2 separate regions of the Ovis aries genome follow, and region 1 is linked to region 2. Evidence: chromatin contacts called from public Hi-C data. All regions are on one chromosome and are shown on one strand. The core of a region is the stretch at or near the end of the contact, and the rest is flanking DNA. Distances in the headings are between cores, read along the strand shown.

Region 1 (6,280 bases), core at 2,814-5,313, 300 kb after region 2:
CCAGACCAGGGATGCAACTGGTGTTCCTTCCACTGCAAAGTTGGATTCTTAACCACTGGACCATCAGGGAAGCCCCTTTCTTCTGTTTAAATTTATTACCTTTAGTTTTTCTTCTTGGTTTACAAAATGCATTGATTTTTATCTACTTGTCATTTTAAACTTTTATCTTTTTTGTTTAAATATTTTTGTTAGGTGCAATTCTTTTTAACCTTATCATTATTGTTTCTTACTTTCTTCCTCTTTTGGTTTTAACTAGCTTGTTGATTTCTGTCCCTTTTGATCTTATAAGTTTTCTGATTTTATCTGTTATCTTCTTTTTATATCCTTGGTTTATAAATAGCAAGCAAGAAATCTAGTTAAAGAGACAGATCCAAAAGGTTATGCTGATGATTTGATCACAGATAGAGAGGGAAAGGAAGGAATCAGTGTTGCAACCTAACAATTTAGCAAATGGGTGAGAAAGGATGTGATTTACTAAGGTAGGAAAAACAGAGAAGAATATTTCGGAAGCAAAAATATAGAAGTTTCTTCACTATCACTATTGACTGATTTGATCTCCTTGCTGTCCAACACCACAGTTCAAAAGCATCAATTCTTCAGTGCTCAGTTTTCTACCGGAAAAATCATAGCTTTGATTAGCCGGATCTTTGTCAGTTAAGTAATGTCTCTGCTTTTCAATATGCTATCTAGGTTGGTCATAGCTTTTCTTCAAAGGAGCAAGTGTCTTTTAATTTCATGGCTGCAGTCACCATCTGCAGTGATTTTGGAGCCCAAGAAAATAAAGTTTGTTACTGTTTCCATTGTTTCCCCATATTTGCCATGAACTGATGCTTTTGAACTGTGGTGTTGGAGAAGACTCTTGAGAGCCCCCTTGGACTGTAAGGAGATCCAACCAGTTCATCCTAAAGGATATCAGTCCTGAATATTCAATGGAAGGACTGATGCTGAAGCTGAAACTCCAATACTTTGGCCACCTGATGCAAAGAAGTGACTCACTGGAAAAGACCCTGATGCTGGGAAAGATGGAAGTTGGGAGGAGAAGGGGACAACAGAGGATGAGATGGCTGGATGGTATCACCGACTCAATGGACATAAGTTTGACTAAATTCCAAGAGTTGGTGATGGACAGGGAGGCCTGGCATGCTGCAGTCCATGGGGTCCCAAGGAGTTGGACTCCACTGAGTAACTGAACTGAACTGAACTGAACTTATGGGACCAGATGCCAAGATCTTCGTTTTTTGAATGTTGAGTTTTAAGCCAGCTTTTTCACTCCCCTCTTTCACTTTCATCAAGTGGCTCTTTAGTTCCTCTTTGCTTCTGCCATAAAAGTGGGGTCATCTGCATATCTGAGGTTATTAATATTTGTCCTGACAATCTTGACTCCAGCTGTGCTTCATCCAGTCCAGCATTTCACATGAAATTAAAAGAGAAAGGTGACAATATACAGCCTTGATGTACTCCTTTCTCAATTTGGAACCAGTCTGTTGTTCCATGTCCTGTTCTAACTGTTGCTTCTTGACCTGCATACAGATTTCTTAGGAGGCAGTAAAGTGATATAGTATTCCTATCTCTGTAAGAATTTTGCGGTTTGTTGTGATCCACACAGTCGAATATGAACGCAAAGTCAAGTGGGCCTTAGGAAGCATCACTACCAACAAAGCTAGTGGAGGTGATGGAATTCCAGTTGAGCTATTTCAAATCCTAAAAGATGATGCTGTGAAAGTGCCACATTCAATATGCCAGCAAATTTGGAAAACTCAACAGTGGCCACAGGACTGGAAAGGTCAGTTTTCATTCCAATCCCAAAGAAGGGCAATGCCAAAGAATGCTCAAACTACCGCACAATTGCACTCATCTCACATGCTAGCAAAATAATGTTTGAAATTCTCCAAGCCAGGCTTCAACTGTACATGAACCGTGAACTTCCAGATTTTCAAGCTGGATTTAGAAAAGGCAGAGGAATCAGAGATCAAATTGCCAACATCCATTGGATCATCAAAAAAGCCAGAGTTCCAGAAAAACATCTACTTCTGCATTATTGACTATGCCAAAGCCTTTGATTGTGTGGATCACAATAAACTGTGGAAAATTCTTAAAGAGATGGGTATCCCAGACCACCTGACCTCCTCCTGAGAAATCTGTATGCAGGTTAAGAAGCAACAGTTAGAACTGGACATGGAACAATAGACCATTTCCAAATTGGGAAAGGAGAACGTTAAGGGTGTATGTTGTCATCCTGCTTATTTAACTTATAGGCAGCGTACATCATGAGAAATGCTGGACTGGATGAAGCATGAGCTGGAATCAAGATTGCAGGGAGAAATATCAATAACCTCACATATGCAGATGACACCACCCTTATGGCAGATAGCGAAGATCTAAAGAGCCTCTAGATGAAAGTGAAAGAGGAGGGTGGAAAAGTCTGCTTAAAACTCAACATTCAAAAAACTAAGATCATGCCATCTGGTCCCATCACTTCATGGCAAATGGATGGGGAAACAATGGAAACAGTGGCTGATTTTATTTTTTTGTGCTCCAAAATCACGGCAGATAGTGACCACAGCCATGAAATTAAAAGACCCTTGCTCCTTGGAAGAAAAGCTAAGACCAACATAAACAGCATATTAAAAAGCAGAGACATTACATTTCCAACAAAGGTCCATCTAGTCAAAGCTTTGGTTTTTCCAGTAGTCATGTATGGATGTGAGACTTGGACTATAAAGAAAGCTGAGTGCTGAAGAATTGATGCTTTTGAACTGTGGTGTTGGAGAAGACTCTTGAGAGTCCCTTGGACAACAAGGAGATCCAACCATTCCATTCTGAAGGAAATCAGTCCTGAATATTCATTGGAAGGGCTGATGCTGAAGCTGAAACTCCAATACTTTGGCCGCCTGAATAGAAGAGCAGACTCATTGGAAAAGACCCTGATGCTGGGAAAGATTGAAGGCGGGAGGAGAAGCGGATAACAGAGGATGAGATGGTTGGATGGCATCACCGACTCAATGGACATGAGTTGAGTAAGCTCCAGGAGTTGGTGATGGACAGGGAAGCCTGGTGTACTGCAGTCCATGGGGTCACAAAGAGTCGGACATGATAAATGACGGAACTGAAGTGAACACAATCAAAGGCTTTAGTAGAGTCAACGAAGTAGTTGATGTTTTTCTGAAATTTTCTTGCTTTTTCTATGAGCCAACGGATGTTGGCAATTTGGTCTCTGGTTCCTCTGCCTTTTCTAAATCCCACTTGAAAAATCTGGGAGTTCTCCATTCAGGTACTGTTTAAATCTAGTTTGGAGAATTCTGAGCATTACTTTGCTGGCATGTGAAATAAGCGCAATGGTACAGTAGTTTGAACATTCTTTGGCATTGTCTTTTCTTTGGGATTGGAATGAAAACTGACCTTTTCCAATTATGTGGCCACAGCAGAGTTTTCCAAATTTCCTGGCATTTCCAGTGTGGCACTTTATTTAACAGCATCATCTTTTAGGCTTTGAAATAGCTCAGCTGGACTTCCATCACCTCCACTAGCTTTGTTGGTAGTGATGCTTCCAAAGGCCCACTTGACTTCACACTCCAGCATGTCTGGCTCTAGGTGAGTGATCACACCATCATGGTTATCTGGGTCATTAAGAGCTCTTTTGTATAGTTCTGTGTATTCTTGTTATCTCTTAATAGCTTCTGCTTCTGGGTACCCACAGAGCCAGTTAAACCATACGTTCCATGAATGAATGACCATAAGACGAAGAGCTTCATGTTTTGGGATTTCCAGGGCTTGGAAAGCATGAGTCTATCAGCATCTTTGAAATAGAATGTTAATAAAGTTTTGTTAATAGCGCCCACTAAACTACAAGTCCCGGCTTCCTCCTAGAAAGTGACGAATCACGTGGTCGGCTAGGAATCCGGAAGTCTGGCCCGCTTGTCTAATCACGCCGGAGAAACCTCCAAAGTGGCGCCAGACTGGCCAATCCTGCGGATGTTTGTTCCAAGCCCAGGCCGGGTCCCGCCTCCTCGCGCTGCGCTGACTGGTCGTTAGCGGATACGGTGGCTGTAGAGGCGGTGACCGCGGCTTTTTCCCCGCTTTGCGCCCGGTTCCGTGCCCGTCCCGCGGCTCCGATTCCACCATGGCTCCCAAAGGCGGGCCCAAGCAGCAGTCCGAGGAGGACCTGCTCCTGCAGGATTTCAGCCGCAACCTCTCGGCCAAGTCCTCGGCGCTTTTCTTCGGGAACGCCTTCATCGTGTCCGCCATCCCCATATGTGAGCGCTTGGAGCGAGACGGGCTGGGCTGGGCTGGGCTGGGCTGGGCGGGGACGTGGCAAGGCCGTGCAGAGGGCGAGGCGTGCGCCGGAGCCTGTGCTGTCCCCCAGCTCCCCCTGGACTCGGGGGCTGCACGCAGCCTCTGTGGGCCTCCGTGATCTGTCCGGGGTCGTGGTGGGTGGCATCCCAGGAAAGTCATTATAGCACGTTGGAAAAGTAGGCTAGCTCGTTCCCGGGCCTCAGGTCTGCGGATTGTGAGTTACTGGTTCTGGGATGGCGGCCTCAAATCTGTATTTCAACCAACACCCGGGTTAAGATCTTGTGATGCTAACAGGCATATCGCCTGTTCTCCCCCAGCCCCCTCGCCCGGTATAACTATCGTTTGCTGTAATGGGATCTTAAACTTTTTACTTGCTTTGGAGAAACTCATGAATTAGGTTAGAGACATAAACAATCGCACCGAATTGTAAATGTAGCTTTAGAACCGGTTCACACAGAACATTATTTTCCGAAAGAAGCTGAACCAGTGCCAAGGCCCCAAGCTCTACTGTGTTTAAACTTTTTAATAATTCTGTTAGAGCAATTCTAGAATTCTTACTTGAATGGAAAAACTTTACAACCTTGGCCAAGGTTGTTTTTAGAGTTTAGGGATTCCAAATGTCAATTTCCTCTCCCCTACATTTTTGCACTGTTGTTGGGCAAATCCAGATATATTTTCTCTCCTGACTTTATAAAACCTAGCGTGCAGTTAACATGGTTCACTGACCGCACTGTGCATTGCCTTGATTTCAGAGAACAGCCACGTCAGCGTGTGAACTCTGGTTTGGGACTACACGTGGAGTCTCGGAATGACTTGTAGTTAGTGTGATAGTACCCTGAAGAATGAAATTTGAAGTCTGAATCGTGATTTTGTTGAGCTAGAGTTCTCATTCTATAATCATCAGAAATCTCATCATGGACTAGTTATAGGAAGATTACGGTTTTCAAGTATTCTGAACTAGAAACACTTGAGACTTAACTTTTTCCTGGATATCGCACTTAGGAAGTTCTTCTTACACTGTATTGGATTCCCTAATCCGGGCTGTATTTTACCAGGTTTAGCTATAATCGTTAATAACTCAGCAGGTTTTTGTAACTGGGTGGTAATGTTTTGTTTCTTTTTGTATTCCCCACCCCCTTTTATCTTAATTCAGGGTTATATTGGCGAATATGGCATATGGATCTTATTCAGTCTGCTGTTCTGTACAGTGTGATGACCCTAGTAAGCACTTACTTGGTGGCCTTTGCTTACAAAAATGTGAAATTTGTTCTCAAGCACAAGTAAGTATATTTCTCAAGTGAAAGTAAATATTGTTGCATTTTTATATAGTAGGGTGACTTCTGAAAGACCATTTGTGTGTGTGTGTTTTGGTAAGCATTGAGATATAGTTTTATGTATATTTGGGGGGAGATATGTGTATGTATATTTGGATTCATTTGAGATAGATGTGTATGTATGTTTGGATTAATTGGAAATATATGTGTATGTATATTTGGGGTGTGTGTATATATGATTGCAAAATATATAATTATAAATAATGGTATGAAGGAATAGCGACTAACTGAAAAGCAGAGAGAGTCTGCTAACAGTGCTATGGAAGTGGGTGTTGAGGTTGGAATTAGAACACTTGAGTACTAGCCTTAATCATGGGGCTCAGAAAAGCAAACCCACCAAGTAAATTAACATTTTAAAAGTCAAATGGAATTCTGGAAAGAATTGTTCTGGACTCTCCATGTAGAATTTTTGGATGTGAAAGAAGTGGTCTTTTTTTCTTTTACTCAACCTTGACATTTTTAATGCTAATTAGGCTACCATATTTTCTCTGTTTCTTCCTTCATTTTGTCATGTCACTCTCCTAATAACTCTTCATGACATTCTCTTTTCTAAAAGTATTAAAACCAGATTCTTCCAGACCCTTGGAATGTGAATCCTCTGCCTCCTACCAATCAGGCCTCATCTTTTAGCATTGGGGCTTAGGGCTTCCGAC
Region 2 (5,682 bases), core at 41-2,540:
ATGCACACCTAATCTGCTAATAAGATTACAAAGACAGAAAGAAATCCCACTTTTTAATATAGCCAAGCACGTACACTCCATTACATACATGTTCTCAAGATAAAAGATAATTTGTCCTCAACAGAGCTTACTATACTCTATTTCATAGTTTGTTTTAAATTCACCTGGTAATTGAAGTAGCCACCTGTGCTAGCTAACAGCGTTTGTTCAAATGAATACATATCTCTAGACAAAGCACTTGGTTACTAGAAGCACTAAACTCCCAAAGTAATATGGAGATATGGGTCCTGTTTCCCTTGATGTTTACATTTTAAAGAAATGGCTCCCAGGTCCTCCAGAAAAACATTCTGGGTCTTCAAAAGATTTGCATACATACATGTTGAAGGAACAGAGGAAGCACACAGCCGTAAAAGGTTTCCCAAGAAAGGAATGGGACAGATCTCTTTCCCTTTAGCAAGAGGGGGAAAAAATTTTTTTTAACTTAATTTACTCTTTCATTATTTTGCTTTTTTTTTTTTTAAAAAATCAAAGAGGCCCTTTTATTCTCTCACATTACACACTTTGTAGACTCTTCTTCGACATGAGGTGCGGTGATAACCGGCGGTAGCCGCGTAGGTATTGGTGAACCTGCTCTGACAGGGTTACAAGGAAGATGTCAAAAATACAGACCCATCCCTAGTCGTTCACTTCCGATTCCCTTCATGACACCAGTGTCACGCTGGGCCATTAACTCACGTTCAGCTTTCAGGCCCTTCCCTAAAGAACTATTCCTTTAGTGTGAATCACCACAGATGAGGTCAAGGTCAGGTGAAGAGGGAGTTCACGTCCTGAGACTTTCTGAAGGGACAGGATTTTCCAAATAGAAACTAACTGCAAGTACAGCCAAAATCGGCTGCAAGGGTTTTGAAATCTGTCCCTTTATAACCCCGTTCCCACGGGACCCGCGGAGGCGGGAAGAAGAAAAGGTGCGGGGATGAGGCCTATCCTAGCCACGCAGAGAAGAGGGCACCCAGCTGGACGGGCTCGCGAAGACTCGACAAAGGCAGCAGCTGGGGTCAGAGGCAAGGCGCGGGGCCCACTCCCCGGGCGCGGCACCACGGCTCGGCTTTCCGGCTCTGCCCCCGGGGTGCCAGCACGCCTCTTCTTCGGAACTGCGCGCCGGGACCAGATCATTCCAGGGCTCAAGAAAGCCTTTCCTTGTCTCTCTCACCTATACTTCGATTCCGCCGGGGGCAAAAGGCTTTCCTGGTCTCCCAGGAGACCGTGCTGCACGTCGGCCTGACGTCAAGGCGCGATGACGTCACGACCCACGCCGCTCGCCAACGCGGAAACAGGACACCCCTGCGCCGCCCCGGGCCAAGTCCTGGGCGGAAGCTTGAAGTCTCCTGGCTGGGGTCAAAGAACGGGCTTAGGTTACGCTGGGTACTGTGAGTGGGAGGCAAGGGACGCTAAGGGCGAGGCAGAGGAGGGCGGGCTGGAGTCGTGGGGGCGGCTGCAGGGATGGAGGGAGACATTTCCAGCCCAGAGGCGGGTTGGAATGACGGTGGCAGAAGTGGAAGACAAAGTCCGTCTACCTCTCACCCCTCAATGGGGTCGCAAAGAGTCGGACATGACTGAACGACTGAACTGACTGTGACCCTTTATTATAATTTTTCTTCTGTCAATTTTTCTCAGAGGTCATTGACCCCTGAGATAAGAGAAGAAAAGAAAAATTCTTCCTAGTTTTTGGAGTCTATACAAAGTGATACCCTAGGACTTTCCACGTGGTTCACACAACTGTGTTGTCATGTTAACATTTCAGTTCAGTTCAGTCGCTAACTCGTGTCCAACTCTATGACACCGTGGATTGCACCACGCCAGACCTCCCTGTCCATCACCAACTCCCAGAGTTTACTCAGATTCATGTCGATTGAGTTGGTGATGCCATCCAACCGTCCTGCGGTTTGTGGGGTGGCAAAGAGTCGGACATGACTGAAGGACTGAACTGAACTAGGAGTTCAGTTTTTGTCATCTGTTCAGCAATAAATTGTATACTAAATTCTTTTTAGCCCTGAGAATATTATTGAACAAAATTTCCAATGAGACAAGTTAGGCCTTGAAGAAATAAACATCTACTTTCAAATATTCAAAGTCAAGCTCTACAATGAACCCTTTGATGACTGTAAACCTGTACTCTTGTGGCCTGTTCATTACTGATAAGAGCTTCACCCAAAAATGTACTGTGTGCCAAATATGTTAATAGTTATCATATGAATATATTGATTTTTAATTGAGATATAACTGAAATACATTAGTTCCAGGTATCCAACAAAATGATTCAATATTTGTTTATATTGTAAAATAAAGGCAATAAGTCTAGTTAACATCCATCACCACAGATAGATACAATTTTTTTTTCTTATGATGAGTGCTTTTAAGATATGCTCTCTTAGCTTCTTTCAGATAAACAGTACAGTATGTTACAGTGCTGAAACACTACATCCACAGGAATTATTTTCATGAATATATTTTAAAACACAAAAAGAATAAAGCTCTAACAGTACTCATTTAATACTTTTGTAATGAATTTGATGCTCAAAATTATTGTACTGACAGTTCTTTAACCTTAGCATCCAATATCTAGCCTATAACAAATATCAATAAAATCAGACTGAAAGTTGATAACTGCCTTATACACTCTAAAAACTTTTTAAAGAACTTGCTTTTTTAATGAAATTATTATTTCTGAGATTTCCATAGATTCTAATGAAGCATCTAATATTTGTTTTGATAAGTGATTGGCAGCAGTGATTTCATTCTGTCTTTACAGAGATGAAGTTCATGTTTCTGCACCTATAATTTCAGGTAACTATGGAATTTATAAGATTCAAGTTGGAGTAATTTTCCTCTTTTTTTTTTACATCTCTAGTAATAGGATATTTTAATGCCATTAAATCAGGAGTTGTGAATCATCTTAAAAGTATTTTCTTATGAACTACTGATAAAAAAATCAAACACTATCAAACAGGTGAAAAAGATGAATCATAGTAGCCCTGGTTTGCAAGGGTATAGAGAAACTAGCACTCTTTTTTAATGTGTGTTTTTGGCTGTGTTCAGTCTTTGTTGTAGCATGCAGGCTTTCTCTAGTTACAGAATGCAGGCTTGGCATGTGTCATCTTAGTTCCCCAAGCAGGGGTTAAACCCACACCTCCTGCATTGGAAGGCAGATTCTTAACCACTGGACCATCAGGGAAGTCCCACAATTAGCACTCTTAAACACTGCTTTAAGCATGAAAAATTATTACATTATGTTTTAAACACCTTAAAATGTTCAAAACTATTATAGTGGGCACCTGATTCTCCCTTCTTCCTCTTGTTCAGAAATCCAGACTTCATCATCCTCCCCTCTGCACCCTCTACCCCTAAGCACACATAGATCAGCCCAACTTCAGGAATGATTAGATCAATTCCACTGACCACTTTCCCTTTACCAGTGATTTAAATCAGGAATGGGCCTATGACCCAATTCTGACCAAACAGACTCCAAAGGAAGTCGGCTGTAAGCTTCTGAAAAATTCTTCCTTATTAGCACAAATACTTAAGGTTCATAACAATCTTGCTTCTAATGTTTAAAATCTGAGGTATCAAAATGAAATAAATTTATTTACCAAACAAGAAGAATGTGCAGCTGTTAAAAATGATAATGTAGTTTATTGGTGGTGAATGTCCCAACGGATTCTATTCCTTTTTCTATGAAAAAAGGCAAGTTACAAATAGAATTATAAATTTTTAAAATAACCTCAGATATGCAGATGATACCACCCTTATGGCAGAAAGTGAAGAGGAACTAAAGAGCCTCTTGATGAAAGTGAAAGAGGAGAGTGAAAAAGTTTGCTTAAATCTCAACATTCAGAAAACGAAGATCATCGCATCCGGTCCCATCACTTCATGGCAAATAGATGGGGAAACAGTGAAAACAGTGTCAGACTTTTTTTGGGGGGGGCTCCAAAATCACTGCAGATGGTGACTGCAGCCATGAAATTAAAAGATGCTCACTCCTTGGAAGAAAAATTATGACCAACCTAGATAGTATATTCAAAAGCAGAGACATTACTTTGCTGACTAAGGTCCATCTAGTCAAGGCTATGGTTTTTCCAGTGGTCATGTATGGATGTGAGAGTTGGACTGTGAAGAAGGCAGAGCGCCGAAGAATTGATGCTTTTGAACTGTGGTGCTGGAGAAGACTCTTGAGAGTCCCAAGGACTGCAAGGAGATCCAACCAGTCCATTCTAAAGGAGATCAGCCCTGGGATTTCTTTGGAAGGAATGATGCTAAAGCTGAAACTCCAGTACTTTGGCCACCTCATGCGAAGAGTTGACTCATTGGAAAAGACTCTGATGCTGGGAAGGATTGGGGGCAGGAGGAGAAGGGGACGACAGAGGAGGAGATGGCTGCATGGCATCACTGACTCGATGGACATGAGTCTGAGTGAACTTCAGGAGTTGGTGATGGACAGGGAGGCCTGGCGGGCTGCGATTCATGGGGTCGCAAAGAGTCGGATATGACTGAGCGACTGAACTGATTCCAAATAGCATTCTAAGTGTGTATATATATATAATCTTCCATATTACTATCAATGTATATTCTATTAGGATATTAAAGGTATCTCACAGAATCAGCAGTAGAGCTAAATAACCAAGCTTCAAGAAAACAAGAAACAGGACTGCTTTGAGAACTCTGGGAACTCTAAAAAGCCATAGAAAGTCTCAACCCTTTGAATCTACCACTTACTCAAAGTTGGTTCCTTTCTCTTTTACAGTTTCTTGTCGGTGGCAGAGCAGTGGTGGCTAACCATTTTGAAACCAAGAGGAAATGAGACTTTTATTCCCAACCTCCAGTTAGAAAAGTTCCAGGAAATGACTGTTTAGCACACCTTGAGTTATATCCCAATCCCTTGATCAAATCACTGAAACCAGGAGAAGTCAGGTACCAGTCTCCTGACCAACTGTGGTTCTCAGGGAGGCCAGGCTATACAGGATGGTACCTCTCTTTCTAATTACACGTCTAGAAGAGAAGAGAGAGAAGAATCCGAGGAGAAGGGGCAGTTCTGTCCCAGAAGAAAGGAAGAGTGCTAGGCAAATAAATGTTCTTACTTACAGAAGTGAGAATCTGAGTTAACTGAGAGAATATTTTAAAATTAAACAGTGAATCTTGCTATCTTTCCACATGTAGTAAGTTGAAAGGTGAACATATGTATTCTGAAAGAGCCTTCTGGGAGTTTATGTAGGTACCCTAACCCCGGAGAAGCCCCTTACATGAGGGTGTGCTTCTTGTGTAACAAAAGTGAGTATGAAACTAGGCACCACTGGCACAAAGGTAATAACAGGGAAATAAGAGCGTAGATCCACCAAATGAAATTTTAAATAATCTAATATGTAATTTTGTCAGCCGACCCAAGTGGTTTTATGTTAAGCTGTCTTGGTGTCAATATTTTTGACAAACATTTGAATTGTATAAACATATCTGAATGAAAACAACATTTCCCCCCTGCATGGTCTTTAGAAGGAAGTTGGATTGTGGTCCCCTGTAAAGTCAGTTATTTTTTCTTTTTCTTTTTCAAATATCCTTGGACTCTTGAGTCACCATGCAAGAGGCCTCTCCCGTTTGTACGCCATTAAAACCAGGCATCTCTCTCTTCTTGCA

Evidence for each region. Hi-C and Micro-C count contacts between places; a contact is called where the count stands out from the background.
Region 1: a contact with region 2 is called in a Hi-C map of tail adipose tissue, with 2.6 times the contacts expected there. The contact joins the promoter of SSR3 here to the promoter of LEKR1 in region 2. A contact is called at or near these places in 3 of 16 Hi-C or Micro-C datasets (muscle, skin fibroblasts and tail adipose tissue).

The regions. Positions count from the first base shown.
Region 1 is chr1:231,814,532-231,820,811 of ARS-UI_Ramb_v3.0, forward strand. It overlaps SSR3 (signal sequence receptor subunit 3), which reads left to right and starts at 4,064. Exons shown (of 5, transcript XM_004003224.5): 1 at 4,064-4,253; 2 at 5,447-5,573. The coding sequence starts at 4,121.
Region 2 is chr1:231,519,170-231,524,851 of ARS-UI_Ramb_v3.0, forward strand. It overlaps LEKR1 (leucine, glutamate and lysine rich 1), which reads right to left and starts at 1,291. Exons shown (of 11, transcript XM_060394367.1): 1 at 1,211-1,291.